2 separate regions of the Ovis aries genome follow, and region 2 is linked to region 1. Evidence: chromatin contacts called from public Hi-C data. All regions are on one chromosome and are shown on one strand. The core of a region is the stretch at or near the end of the contact, and the rest is flanking DNA. Distances in the headings are between cores, read along the strand shown.

Region 1 (3,497 bases), core at 345-2,844:
TCAAGGTATTTTCCAACGAATCAGCTCTTCGCATCAGGTGGCCAAAGTATTGGAGCTTCAGCTTCAGCATCAGTCCTTCCAATGAATACTCAGGACTGATTTCCTTTAGGATTGACTGGTTTGATCTCCTTGAAGTTGAAGGGACTCTCAAGAGTCTTCTCCAACTCCATAGTTCAAAAGCATCAATTCTTTGGCACTCAGCATTCTTTATGGTCCAACTCTTACACCCATACATGACTACAGGAAAAACCATAGCTTTGACTAGATGGATCTTTGTCAGCAAAGTAATGTTTTTATAATATTTTGGGGGAGATAGAGACATGAAATAAACTCTTCCTTAGAATTCAATTTTATTTCCAATTCTTTATACAAAGAAACATTTTGCTTTTAAGTTCTATAAACTGGGAGTTGAGAGAGACCTCAAAGACCATTTAGGCCAGTGATCCTCAAGACGGAGGGCCCTAGGGAGGCACGCCCTTCTCCTCCAACCACTACATATATTCCTGGTAGAAAAAAAGCTTTCACACACCCACATCGACCTTGACAGTCACTGCTTTAGGGAGCTGCTGCTAACTGAAAGGACTGGATTGCATTTCTCAGGTGTGCTGGGATAAAAACCTGAGAACCAATGCTCTAGTCTACCTCTTTCTTTCACGCATGAGGATGGAATCTCAGGTCCACCAAATGACTTGCCCAGGTCTCCTCAGGCGACTGTTCATATGGAGACAAAATGATTCCCCAGAGAACCTGTGTCCTCCCACACACACTCTCAGAGCTCTAGCTTGCCCCCACAGGATCAGAGGAACAGGACAAAAATAAATCAAGAGAAAGTGATCAGGAGAAAGAGCTATATCCATCTGAGTAACAAACTCCATTCTTCTCAAGTCTAAGACTGTAATTTCACTATAAAAGAACAGTCCTCAGCTTTACATGCTGTTGCCTCCAAAGACAAGAAAGAAAGTCTCTTCATTTCTGAAGAACAGATGAGAGCCAGCTTGACTCAATGGGATTTTCAAAACTCCTCCTACTCTCCCAAAATACCCATCTGAAATCTTTCTCAAAAGGTAACTAAAGATAAAAGCTTAAATTCTGAGTAAATTTAGGATTTTTGTGGCTCAGAGTAAATTTTTAAAATCTTCTGCCCTCATACTTGTATCAATAAATCTTAAAAATTCACCATTAAAACTTCTACTGAAATCTCTACATGCAGGACAAAAAATTAGTTCAATACGTCAATGATCTGCATTAAACACATGGGAGCAAAAGTATATTCAGCGATCTTCCCTACCGTGGAGCTCACAATAGAGGTATTGTAAAAACAGGAACTTACATCTCTGACTCCTCCTCCTTTCTAAGTCCTCGTACAGAGATCGAGAGAGAGAAAATGGTCATACCTTAACTTAGAATGTGTCCTGTTAAAACTGAGCCGTTGAGAACAGAGGAGCTGTGGGCGGAACGCTTTCTAATGTTGCCTTGGAACTCATGTGCACTTCCCTCTCTGACAGCCACATTTTTGTAAGCGCCTCCGAGCCTCTAACCTCCCAGCACTTCAAACCACATTCCTGGCGGAGGCTGAGCGGCAACCCAGCCCGTCCAATCGCAAGCAGCCTCTGCAAGCAGGCCCCACCCTCCACGCTTTAAATCACAACACAGGAAGCTCCCCCAGGCCAATCACGAAAACGTCTGCAGCAGATTACCACAGGCTGACTGCCTCTAGGGGTACTGTTACCTTTTGCTTCCGTAGGGCATAGCTAGATAGTGAACAGGGATACAAATCCCCCCTTGTTACATTTGTTCCTTGTTCCTCTGATATTTCTGCTTCTAACTGTGAACCGTTTTCTCTAACTAAAGGGATTTGATTTTTACATAGTATCTTTTGCTTTTGAAAACTAGTTAAATGCTTGCGTTTGTTGAAAACTTGATTAGGCTTGGCACTGATTTAATTTTAAAAGTAATTAAGCTCTTTAGATTTGTAACTCCTTTGTGAGGAGAAAGTCATCTAGTAGCGTAAGCATGGGCTCTGCCTCTTCCTAAAAGAGAGACTTGGGAAATCATTTCAGTTCAGTTCAGTTCAGTCGCTCAGTCGCGTCCCACTCTTTGTGACCCCATGAACTGCAGCACGCCAGGCCTCCCTGTCCATCACCAACTCCCGGAGTTCACTCAGACTCACGTCCATTGAGTCAGTGATGCCATCCAGCCATTTCATCCTCTGTCGTCCCCTTCTCCTCCTGCCCCCAATCCCTCCCAGCATCAGAGTCTTCCAATGAGTCAACTCTTCACATGAGGCGTCCAAAGTACTGGAGCTTCATTCAGCTTCAGCATCAGTCCTTCCAGAGAAATCCCAGGGCTGGTCTCACTTTTATCTTATTTGTTGTTGTTCAGTCACTAAGTTGAGTCTGATTCTTTTGTGACCCAATGGACTGTATGTAGCCCGCCAGACTCCTCTGTCCATGGAATTTTCCAGGCAAGAATACTGGAGTGGGTTGCCATTTCCTTCTCTAGGGGATCTTCCCGACCCAGGGATGGAACCCACATTGCCTGCATTAGCAGGCAGATTGTTTTTTAAATCACTGGGAAATAGGGAAGCCCCCTCCCCTTTTCTTTTTCTTTTTACTCTTATGCAAGTTAAAAAGTCACCAATCTCATTTGGATGCTGTAATAAAATAAAGTTCCTCACAGTATATCCTAAAACCAAGCGCAATGCAAGACACATCACTGTCACTTAATACGTTTCTCATCATATCTCATTTACCGCTTTCTGATCTGTCAAGCTTTTACTTTTAAATTCTATTTGCAATTCAGAAAAATACTTTATCTGATAATAAAGGTTAGTCTATATCTGCAGAAAAATATGCGCAATACCATGCTTCTTTCCCTCTTGCTAAAATGTTCACATTTTGCAGCAATAAAATGGGGGCCAGACACTAGCCAATAAGGTAACTTTGTACAAACCAGAAAAAAAATGCTCCTTCTGGGTAAATGAGCGAAACAGACATCCTCTGGTACTGAGACTAAAGCTACAGCCCTAGAACTGAACTTCAGGAGTCTTAAAATCTGGCCTGCATGCTTTGTCTCCACTGATACACTGATTGTGACAACCTTCAAAACTTGCATGCCTTTCCTACTTTTCATTTAACCTCTTTCTATATGTAATACTTTACAGACACCCAGTGTGTATTAGACTCCCTGTATGCCAAGACTATCACAGTTGTTTGTTGAAAGCAAACAGACAATCTAGGGTGTAATTACACTCATAGATCACAGAACTCAAACAGGGAGGAAAGGAGCTTTGTTTGGGTAGTAGCTATAGGCCTGTTCTTGACTATTTTCCTTAATGCAATCATTCTAAACGTAGTATTGACCCCTGGGGATACAGTTCCTGTCCTTAGAGGCCTTACACAGGGTGGTCAACTTTTGAACAAATAAATGCGATAAGGGAAGACATTATAGGCCATCAGTTCAGTTCAGTTCAGTTCAGTTGCTCAGTTGTGTCCAAC
Region 2 (3,497 bases), core at 553-3,052, 38 kb after region 1:
TCCTTTCAAATATCCTGACTCCTATTCCTCACCAACAGCAATTCTCCCATCCTGTGCTCATCAGCCTTTGCCTCCCACCCTTCATCCCATTCTGATTGCCAAGTTCTCCCACAAAGTCTCTTCCCTAACACTGTACTAGTCTTCTCCATTTCACTACAGTTCTCTCCAGTGCCCTGCCTCCACATTTCTGTATTCATCCTGATTTCCCAAACTGCTCATCACAGCAAATATTCTGACCCCCTAACTCATTCGAATATTCTGGCTTCTAATTATCCCCTCTTCAAACAAAATACTCCAGTCTCCATCCACTCCACTTCATCTCAACCCAACTGGCTATCTACTTGCCTCTCCCTTCTAGCACCCTGACACCTATGTCCCTCTGTATCCTAGTAACATCCCGCGCTCTCCTCTCACATCTCTCTCCATGCTACTCAGGTATGGGGAGGGGGGGAAGCTTCCCAAACCTTTCCATTAGTTTATTTTTTTTCAGTCATTCAATTTTATTCCACAACTTTAAGGCACCAAGAACTGTGCTAGATTCTAAGAATACAGGGATGGGAAGGCAGGGCTTCCACACTCAAAACACACAACAGGATCAGGTCTCTGCCCCAACAGCATCCTTCACAACACCTTAAAATTACAATTAAATGATTATTTGTGCAACAACTTGATTATTGCTTGTTTCTCCTTCTAGAGTTTAGGCCACAAGACAGTAGAGGCTGTATTGTTTGCTGCACAATAAATATTTGTTGAATGAGTGAAGGGCTGTGCCCCACTCTAAAGACATTACCAAACAAATTCTTGCAGATAATGTATATTATGACCATTATTAGCCTCATTTATAAGTGACACTGTATCATTAAGAATTAAGAGCTTGGTTTCTACAACTAAGTCTGAGTTCAAATGTTAATTTCCCACTTTCTGTGTGACATAGGCAAATTATTTAACCTCTCTGACCCACAGTTTCATCTTTCAAGATGGGAATGATGACCTCGTTCAAGTTATTTTACATTCTAAATCAGTTAATGGGAAGGACTAAAGGACGGAGAACTGAATCTGGCACACACGGTACACTCAAAAGTGATCAGTGAGTATTTTCACAAACGAGGAAACATTACCAAGCCCCAATCTCACAGACAGTCAGTAGCACAGGTGGCAGAATCAAGACGTGAAGCCAAGCTTTGACTTGAAATGCACCTGTCCCTTAACCGTTATACGACAAAGTACTTGCTCTTCCCTTTCTTTTAACTTTTCTTCCCCATACCCTAACTCTCCTTTTTCTCCATGTACTGGATTCCGCTTGGTTTCAGGACGCCCGTCAGGGCACCACACCATCCCGCCTCCCAGCCATCCCCGCAGACGCCTGGCGCACCTCCACCCTCCTCCGCTCGGCAGCGGGACCCCACCTGTCACTCGCCCACCCCCCGCGTCCACACCTCCCCACACTCCGGTCCTCCATCCCAAAGCCCCCGCCCGTGCCCTCCTCTCTTCTTATCCAAACCTCCCTGCAGCCTCCTCCCCGCGCCGGTTCCGGGCCCTCCCCTCCTTCCCGTCCAATCCCAACTCCCAGGCACACGCCCCCGCCCCGAACCCATCCCTCGCTGGGTCCAGGCCTTCCCGCCTTCGCCGCTGGTCCCCACCCGCTCCGCCTGGAGGCCGGAGAACGGCCTAGACCAGGCCTGGCACTCACCGCGAAGGAGCGAGGCCGAGCAAGCCCGCCGGACGAGGCCGCGCGGAGAGGTGCCGGTGGTTCCCTTCAGGCGCCCAGCGGCGCGGCAGCCATTTTGTTGTGTTGTGCCGGTTGCCGTGGGGCCGTGCGCGCCGCGTGGGCGGAGCCTGTAGCGGCCACGCCCCTCCCCGGAGCTTGGGGGCGGGACCAGGCTTCCCGCCCCTCAGTCGGCCAGGGCCGCGGGCGCGCAAAGGCGCGTGGGAGCCCGCGGGAGCCCGCGCGAGGCGAGATTTCCCGCTGCCGGCGGCGAGAGGTTCCGCTCTTTTCTCTGAGGCGAAGCGGCTGACTCCTCGTGCTCAGGCCTTGACATGCTCCGCGGGAGCTGGGCCTGAGGACCACCTGAGAGACGATGTAGCGCTGTCACCAAGCCCCCGCATTCCCATTGCCGGCCGTCTGGCTTTGAACTAGTGTGCCTCGCCGCACGCTCCTCCTTCGCACGGCCCGTTTCTGAGACGAATTCTCTTCAGGGGCCAGACAGGCCAGACGTAGATGAACCTCTGAGGGAACGCACTTTAGGTTTCAGATGCACCCGAGGTTACGGGAATGAGAGCAGCCTGGGAGTCCTGGCTGAGAATAGTCCTCAGGTTGTGACAGGAGAGCCAAAACAAGAAGCAGTCGAAGAAACTTCGGCTGTGGCCTGCCTGAAAGGGCGGCATTTCACCACATACTTTTAACTCATAGTTTAAGAGAATTTAGCACTTACTGTGCTGAATGCTAGGGAAATACGGTGAATTCTTTTTAAAAATCTGGTCTCTAAGGACACTGTTCCTCCATTCCAGCTTCCCATTTCCCAGCTGGTACCCTGGACGGTATCACCATGAGAGGTTGCACCATCTCCAAAAACCGCCAAAGCAGGCATTAAGTCTCCTTTACCACAATTCTCCAATCTTAACAGCTCGCTTGGAAGACCCCCTCTTAGCACAGTTCCCTTCCTTGTGACTTCACATCCCTTGTTCTTACCAGTTTTCCATAGTCAGTTCCTTCAGAATTCGTGGTCTATCTGTGTAACACTGTTAAGAATTTCCTCTTTCTGTGCCTCAGTTTCCTCCTCTATGAAACAGGATAATCCTACCCACTTCCTGATAGTTATAAAAGTTAGTGCATGTGGAAAGAGTTCTAAGTTCTTTCTTATGTCCTGTAATAAGTTCTCAGTATGTTTTACTTATTTTAGTATTAGGCAAAGGTTTTCCAGAGGAAATGATGCCTCATCCTTGAGTCTTGGAAGAACCAAAGAACTTATCAAGGAGTATGGGAGTGGGGAAAAATTTGCTTGGCAAAGGGAGCAACTTGTGCAAACCCCAGGAAGAATGGGGAGAAGGAGCTTGGCAATGAGCTGATGTTAAATAAATCAGGATGGCAGCCAAAAATCTGGAGTGCAGAAGCTAAAGCAAGAAGAGGGGCCTTATTATGAACCATCTTAAGCACTTGTAATTTTTCTGAAAGGCAGAGATGGATTCAGGAATCAGAAATTCGGGTAGTTTTCAACAGGGGGCTCCATTCACATTCACATTTAAGTGAATGATGCTTCTCTCTCCCCCACTAGTATTTAAGCAACACAGGAGACCCTTTGAGCTCTAGAAAAGTCAAAATTCATGAAAAGCCCCACATTTTAAATTGAAAGGAAGATCTATCCTTTTTTAAAAAAAATTCTAAGCTCAGATGATATTTAGTTTGGAATGTGTACATTGCTGACTTTTAGCTCTATTATTTTTTGTTGTTTTCTTCTGACACTTGTTTTGTTTTGTTTTGTTTTTTCTTCTCTTTTCTG

What was found. Hi-C and Micro-C count contacts between places; a contact is called where the count stands out from the background.
Region 2: a Hi-C map of skin fibroblasts shows a contact between it and region 1, with 2.3 times the contacts expected there. The contact joins the promoter of CNTRL here to the enhancer-like site in region 1. A contact is called at or near these places in 3 of 16 Hi-C or Micro-C datasets (blood and skin fibroblasts).

What each region holds. Positions count from the first base shown.
Region 1 is chr2:2,416,662-2,420,158 of ARS-UI_Ramb_v3.0, forward strand. All of the region lies in intron 11 of CNTRL (centriolin), which reads right to left. Among named protein-coding and RNA genes, the nearest start is that of CNTRL, 38 kb to the right of the region's middle. Within about 2 kb of position 1,595, at least 40 of the 54 cell types and tissues checked have an H3K27ac peak or open chromatin away from gene starts, as enhancers often do.
Region 2 is chr2:2,454,172-2,457,668 of ARS-UI_Ramb_v3.0, forward strand. CNTRL (centriolin) reads right to left here and starts at 1,803. Exons shown (of 44, transcript XM_060410786.1): 1 at 1,691-1,803.